Linked DNA regions of Mus musculus: region 2 is linked to region 1. A link is a contact called in public capture Hi-C data. All regions are on one chromosome and are shown on one strand. Each heading gives the region's core, a stretch centred on a gene start, on an enhancer-like site or on the middle of the called end of the contact. The rest is flanking DNA. Distances are from core to core; before and after follow the strand shown. Region 1 holds the start of Osbp2 (oxysterol binding protein 2). Region 2 holds the start of Pla2g3 (phospholipase A2, group III).

Region 1 (3,351 bases), core at 617-3,116:
GTCATGTTTAAATTGACTCCTGAGTTCTTTGGATAAAACATGTTAACACAGTAGTCCTGAATGACTCTTTGCTTCTGACTATGACAAGATCTTCCAGATAAGTTCATCTATTCTTTCCTCCTTTTATTTATTTATTTTTTAAATGTGCATGGCTGTTTTGCCTTCCCATAGATGCCCATACACCACATTTGTGCCTGTAGAGGCCATAAAAGGGCATTGGCTCCCTGGGACTGGAGTTGTAGATGGTGTGAGCTGCAGTGTGAGTTCTGGGACCTGAATCCCAGGTCCTTAGCAAGACTGGCCATCGCTCCTGCTCCGGGTGGCTCTGTCTATCTTGTGCATTTCCTGCTCCAGACTTGGAGTTGACATTTCTTTGGGAAAGATCAGAGATTTTAAAGTTTTTCTTTTTTTTTGTCCAGAATATTAAGAGTGAAAGCTCTGGGCCAGGTATAATGGCTCACGTCTGTAATCCCAGAACTCTGGTTCTAAGAAACAAACATTTCCAGATGGAGACCAGCCTGGACTACATATAAAGACTCTGTTTCAACACACTTTATTTTAAAAGATTTATTTATTTTATCTTATGTTTATGAGTATACTGTAGCTATACAGATGATTGTGAGCCTTCATGTGGTTTCTGTTCTGGGAATTGAATTCAGGACCTCTGTTCACTCAGGCACAAAGATTTATTTATTGTTATATGTAAGTACACTCTAGCTGTCTTCAGACACACCAGAGGAGGGCATCAGATCTCACTACAGATGGTTGTGAGCCACCATATGGTTGCTGGGAATTGAACTCAGGACCTTTGGAAGAGCAGTCAGTGCTCTTACCCACTGAGCCATCTCACCTCCTTCCCCCCCCCCCCCACTTTAAAAATGAAAATAAATTTCCCTTGTTTCTAGAAGCTTTGGTTTCTCTAGGATAAAGGGCATTCCTTGTGGTGGGGTGTGGGGCAGCTGTTCTGTGTCCTGCCCTCCTCTTGACAAAACACTGAGCTATTAGCTATTTGCCAGACAAGCTGTTCTCCCTGGTTTGGGTCTTTGTACACAGCGGTTTCTCCTTGAAGGTCTTTCTTGTTTCTCTAACTCTGTAGACCTTGTCTCTTCTGTGACTCTTGCCCAAATTTGGTAGAACTAATGACAGGCCTGTCATCTTAGGTAGCTTGGCAATTTGTTTCAGGAGTCGAAACATCTCGTTAAGAATTTATTAGTTAGCTTCCTTCCCTGAGGGCTGCACACACATCTGACACGTGCATGCACAGTGGCTGCTTCCCAAGCTTGTCAACCTTGCTCTCATCTCCTGCTCTGGTCGCTGACAAAATGTACCACAGAACTCTCTAGTTAATAACTCAATGATGCTCTCGGAGCATCTACTCTGCCAAATGTGCCTCATATGCACCATCTTATTACAGCCTTTGAAGGAGGTATTATCTTCATTGTATAGATGAGCCAACAGAAGTTTGTGGAGTGGCTACAGTTCCCACAACTAGGGAGAGGGCCTAGGCTGGATTTCCTCAGGTCGGACTCCCAGGGTTTGAGATTTGCTGTCCACGACCCACCCATTGCTCAGAGTTGCGTGGCGAGCGCACCGCGTGGCTTTCATTCACCATTGTTCTCCCAGCGCCTGGCACAGGAGGGACAGCAGCCTGAAGCGTGAAGTGCCTTCCACGTCGTCTGCCTAACTCTTGGCCCACGGGGTTCCTTCCACCTTAGCCAGAGCGGCGGAGGGACCCACGCGCACCCGATCTCTGTCGCTCACGTGAGGGCTCCACCCATCCCGTCCACTCCTCCACCAACCCCGCCCGGCTCCGCCCCGCCACTCCCTCCGAACAGGCCCCACCCACTCCCGCCCCGCCCCGCCCCCACTCCGCGCTCCGCCGAGCTCGGGTCCACAGCTCTATGGGGAAAGCGGCCGCTCTGAGCCGAGGCGGCGGCTGCGCTGGCCGCTCCCGCGGGCTCTCGTCGCTGTTCACGGTTGTGCCCTGCTTGTCCTGCCACACGGCGGCGCCGGGCATGAACTCATCCGCGTTCGGCTCAGGACCAGCGTCAAAGCCTCAGCTCCAGCCTGTGCAGGCACCAGAGCGGGAGTTGCTGTCGAAACAGGTGTGCCAGCCAATTTCTGAGCCGGCGTCGAGATCCGAACCTGGGTCCCAGACGACGTCTGTGCCAAGGCCTTCAGGGGTTGGGCAGGAATCGGAACTACAGGGCTTGTGGCCGGGGTCAGAGAACGGCACAAGGTCTGTGTCCATCATCAAAGCTTCGCCAGAGCTGGCAATGCCGTCCCCGCTGCAGTCAACAGTAGGGAGTTTGCCCGTCACCAAACCCGAGTCCAAGCTGGTGCCAAAGACCCAGTCTTTTCTGCGACAAGGACAGGCGAAGATTTCTGTCGGGACTCCGGTGTCAGGGATTGGTGTCCAAATGGTCTCACCACCTCTGGACAGCTACAAGGGTTGGCTCCTCAAGTGGACTAACTACCTGAAGGGCTACCAGCGCCGTTGGTTCGTGCTCGGCAATGGCCTGCTGTCCTACTACAGGTACGGAAGTACCGAGGTAGGACATCTGTGGTTGGAGGGTGGTGGTGGCCGGCCTCGACTGTGGGGTGGGTGTCACCATAACCCTTCTGAGATGTTTGCATGAACTTCTGTAGAAGTAATGCCTGTCAACTGCCAAGGGAAGACGTGACCTGTGGACATGGCCTCTGGCAAGCTTGAGTTTAAAAGGATGAGTGGGGAGATGGGTGGAGTAGGTCTTTTGTTCCCCTCCTGTTTTTGGTGGTCATGGAACCAGGGGCTGCGTCTGGTTCACTGTGTTCATGGAGGGAGGCAGCTAGTGAACCCCTCTCTTGGGAAGGACTGTGGGTCCCACCTCCCGTGGTTACTTCATTTGTTTCCTACCTTTGCTGACACCTGCTGGTGGCCAGGCCTTGGGCTGGGACTCGCTGACCCACAGATAGAGCAGACATAGTGTGTACCCCCTGGGACCCCAAGTTGACATTTTGCAGCAGATAATGCTTTCCTGTTCCCTTGCTTATTCCAGAAGTAGCTTGGGTTTCGGAGCTGCAGTAGAGACAGAGCTGGCACGACCTCCTGCTAAAGCTGGACTTCCTTCCCTTTCTCACTAGCTGTTTCCTGGGATTGCAAGCTTTGAGATCTCAGGCCGCTCTAGATGAGAGCTTCTCAAACTAAGTGGGGTTGCTGCAGCAGTGTCTAGGTCTCCCGCTGAATCCCTCCTGAGATAGGCCTGAGGAAAGCACCCGAGGGATGGCTTTTCTAAAAGTTTCCGTGTGAGGACTGTGAGGCTGGTTCAGAGTCAACTCTTCAAGAAGGCCTTCTTCACTGTTAGACAGATT
Region 2 (3,351 bases), core at 287-2,786, 380 kb after region 1:
CCTGCATGGAGAGAAAGGGAACAAAGTGGAGCAGGGGCCTGGATGCTGTGAAGCAGCTCATATATGCCTACCTTGTATAGCAAACGGCCCTCCGCAGTCCAGCTCATGGCCAGGGCAGGGCGCTTGTTGTCCAGATACAGGGCCCTCACAGCTCCAGAGTTCTCAGAGAAGACCACAGGCTGGCAGCCTCCTTTGCCTGGTCCAAACAAGGGAGCCCACCCACCAGCTTCTGGACTTGTCTTCCTCAGAGCTGACTCACAGAGTTCCCAAGCTCACACCCAAATAAAACTCCAGATAATGAAAGTGTGTGTTATGGAATGATAGTCAGGCCAGGCACAGTCTTTCCTCTGGCACAGCAAGAACATCTTGGGTGGCCAAGATGCCATCCTGCCTGCTCAAGCCTAGTCCTCCAGCAGCATTCCTTGCAGATATACAGCATTCAACCACAGTTCGAGCAATGGCGCCCTTTGTTGTGATGTTTACATGAGCGGAGTTCACAGCAGCCCCCAAAGGGAAGTGGCTCTTTATCTTCTAGATAAGGAACTTGGAGCTTCAAGAAGTGTCAGCTTGAATATGCTGAGCTGTACCCAGGTCTTTGGAGCTCTTGCCACTGAAGAACCTCATGGGTAGAGGTTGTTTAGAGCAGTAGAATCTGGATCCTCCTCAATCTACCTCCTCCCTCGAGTGATTCATGGGTTTGAGTAAGACCTTTCACATCCATGACGTCACTTAAGTGTCTCATGAAGAGCTACTCATATTCATACCCATTTTACAGATTTAAAAAATGAGGTTAAAGTGCCTATGTCACTTCTCCAATAACACAGCCTGGAAGAATGGGAGCCAGGCTGGAGTCCAACACCCCACCCCACATATACATACCATACACCTACCCAAACCCCGGGGGCTCACCCAGTTCTGAGGCATTTTCAGCAGAGTTCCCAACACCGCACCACAGCGTGCCAGGAATGGTCCAGCCTCTCCTCCTTCGACGGTGCTCTCTGTCAGGTGCTCCACTCTGCTCTATTGCTCGCTTCTCCCTGGCTCCTGTAGGACTATCCTGAGACCTTTGACATGCCTCCCACTGGCTCTGCAGAGTGGCCAGTGCTCTCTGCAGCGCAGGTCCAGGGGTTTGGATGAAGGAGTGCTGCAAAGGCTCATGAGCACAGAGGGCCCTGAACGCTGTGATAAGTTCAGATTCATCCTGCCTGATACAAACCTGCAGCCTGTGGTGTGTATCCCAGAAGGCCTGGAATAATGCCAGGCCTTGGGCATCTTTGCCCAAGAAGCTCAGGGAGCCCAGAGGGTTACCAGGGATGGGCTGGACCAAATGGCAGGAGGTACTGTCCCAGTGACGGGTATGGGAGCCCTCTAGGAAAGCCAGCACTCCTAGAAGTACCCCCAGGACCCCCATTCTACTCTAGTCCAGCCTGGTCAGACAAAGCCCCGGGATGCCTGCCTTTGACTGCCCCTGAGGCAGCTGCTGAGGCTCCAGCGGAAGCGATGCCCAGCAGCCCCTGGGTGTCAGGGCCAATGAATGGAGCCTAGGGAGGAGGAGGAAGGCTGGTGTATGGGGTGATATTGGGCTTGTAACCGAATCCACCGGCTGGGCAGGCTGCTGATTGGCTGAGGGATGCATTGCTGAGCCCACGCCTCCACTCATCGTGTCCGCGGAGCTGTCCAGTCACCTGCCCCGGGCTGCCCTGGAAGCATCTGTGGGAGCCAAAGCCTTGGACTATGAGGGTGAGGATGGAGGAGGGAGGTCAAGGGGGAGCTTTATCCCCTTTGGAGCCAGAAGAGAGTTCAGGGACTTAGAGGAGACCTCCAGAACCTGTCCTTGTACTCCTAACCCAGTTGCAACTACCACACCCAAGTCTATGAGATTGGCAAGAGGCCATGGACTTCAGTTAGGGCGGGTGAAAGAGGCCAGGGCACGGCTGGGGCTCTGGAGCCCACCTTGGGAGTTCCCAAATCTTCTGGGAAAAGAAGGTTGATTCTGGTGCTCTTTGCAAGTCCTGGTTCTGAGAAAGGCTGTTGGGATTCTCCAAAGAGAGTGCCACAGGATCCCTGCGACTTCCAGCACAGGTCTGGTCCAACGCCATACTCCTGTCTGATGGTTGGGATACATAACCAGAGTAGGACCTGATAGTAACCTGGAGCAGGACTGGCACTGGGGATTTAAAAGATAAGGTCCCCAAATAAGTATAAAATGGCTCAGGGGGCCAGGTCCTTCTATTCTTGGAGTATGACGCCCAGAAGGAATCATGTGTCCCACCCCCCCCAAGAGGCTTACGTCTCTGTATCATGGAGGGGGCTATACTCAGCACTGTTTCCCATGTCCCCAAGCTGATGTGTTATTTTGCTTCCAACCATCTGGTGAAGCTAGTAGTTATACCCATTATATAGATGAAGAAACTGAGCCCAGCTGGCTGTTATGTGCACACCTTTGATCCCAGCACTTAGAAGGCAGAGGTGGGCAGATCTCGGTGTTTAAGGCAAACCTGGTCTACATAATGAGTTCCAGGACAGCCAAAGCCACAAAAACCCTGTCTCAAAAACAAACACACAAACAACAACAGCAGCAGCAGCAACAACAACAACAGTCAAGATAGGAAGAAACTGAAGCCCCAGAGTGATGTAAAAATAATTCAAACGACACTCAGGTCCCCACAGGGCTGAGAGAGTTTAAAGGCGCAAATTGGGGCTAGCTGGAGCAGTCCCCCTCAGCTGCCATGCTACACTCTGCAGGAAGTCAAGTCCCGTCGAGGCAGAGGCAGAGCCAGTGTAGGAAGGGAGCAGAGAGTCCGCTTCAGCCATGAGGCCTATCTTTGTGGCTTCAGAACTAGCCCTGACCTGGAGGTAATAGCCGAGGATTAATGAAAAGAGAATTATTTAACCCAGGTGCCAAACCCCTCTCCTGAGGTTGAGAAAGATGTGGTGGCAGTGAGAGAAGAGGGTGTGGGCACAAGCCAAGGTTTTAAAAAAAGCACAGTAGTGGTATTCGCTGTTGTCGTAGGACCTGCCATCCAGCTCGGCTCCCTTTTCCACATTCCACAGCCTTCCTTGCCCTTCACTGGGAAGGCTGGATGGACTCACATCAAGAGCCCAGCTTTGGAAAGATCAGACAGACCCAACTGGAACAGTGTGAGCCTGGCCTTAGAAACCTACAGCTCTGGCCCTCAGCTTCCTCTTCTGCATGACCGGGACGTTCCTGATCCCTGTTGTTACTCACAGGCATTAGGTAAGACTCTTACCATAAGCATAGCGTCCGTCCGCTGTGAAAACACTCACTAACACCCCAGGGTAGCAGGAAGCAGCCTAACTAGGAGAAAGCAAACCCTAAGGTTTGGGGGC

Evidence for each region. Capture Hi-C pulls out chosen DNA fragments and counts their contacts.
Region 2: a capture Hi-C map of macrophages shows a contact between it and region 1, with 10 times the contacts expected there. The contact joins the promoter of Pla2g3 here to the promoter of Osbp2 in region 1. A contact is called at or near these places in 7 of 39 promoter capture datasets (the C10 cell line, the HPC-7 cell line, HPC-7-derived erythroid cells and 5 more), 2 of 15 datasets of contacts at CTCF or cohesin (the NIH/3T3 cell line and pro-B cells), 14 of 484 Hi-C or Micro-C datasets (the 3T3-L1 cell line, the C2C12 cell line, the G1E-ER4 cell line and 7 more), 4 of 115 datasets of contacts at active chromatin or transcription factors (embryonic basal ganglia and embryonic stem cells) and 3 of 9 other capture datasets (adipose tissue, liver and macrophages).

Annotation. Positions count from the first base shown.
Region 1 is chr11:3,862,418-3,865,768 of GRCm38.p6, reverse strand. It overlaps Osbp2 (oxysterol binding protein 2), which reads left to right and starts at 1,866. Exons shown (of 14, transcript NM_152818.3): 1 at 1,866-2,536. The coding sequence starts at 1,902.
Region 2 is chr11:3,486,412-3,489,762 of GRCm38.p6, reverse strand. It overlaps Pla2g3 (phospholipase A2, group III), which reads right to left and starts at 1,536. Exons shown (of 7, transcript NM_172791.2): 1 at 910-1,536; 2 at 1. The coding sequence starts at 1,411.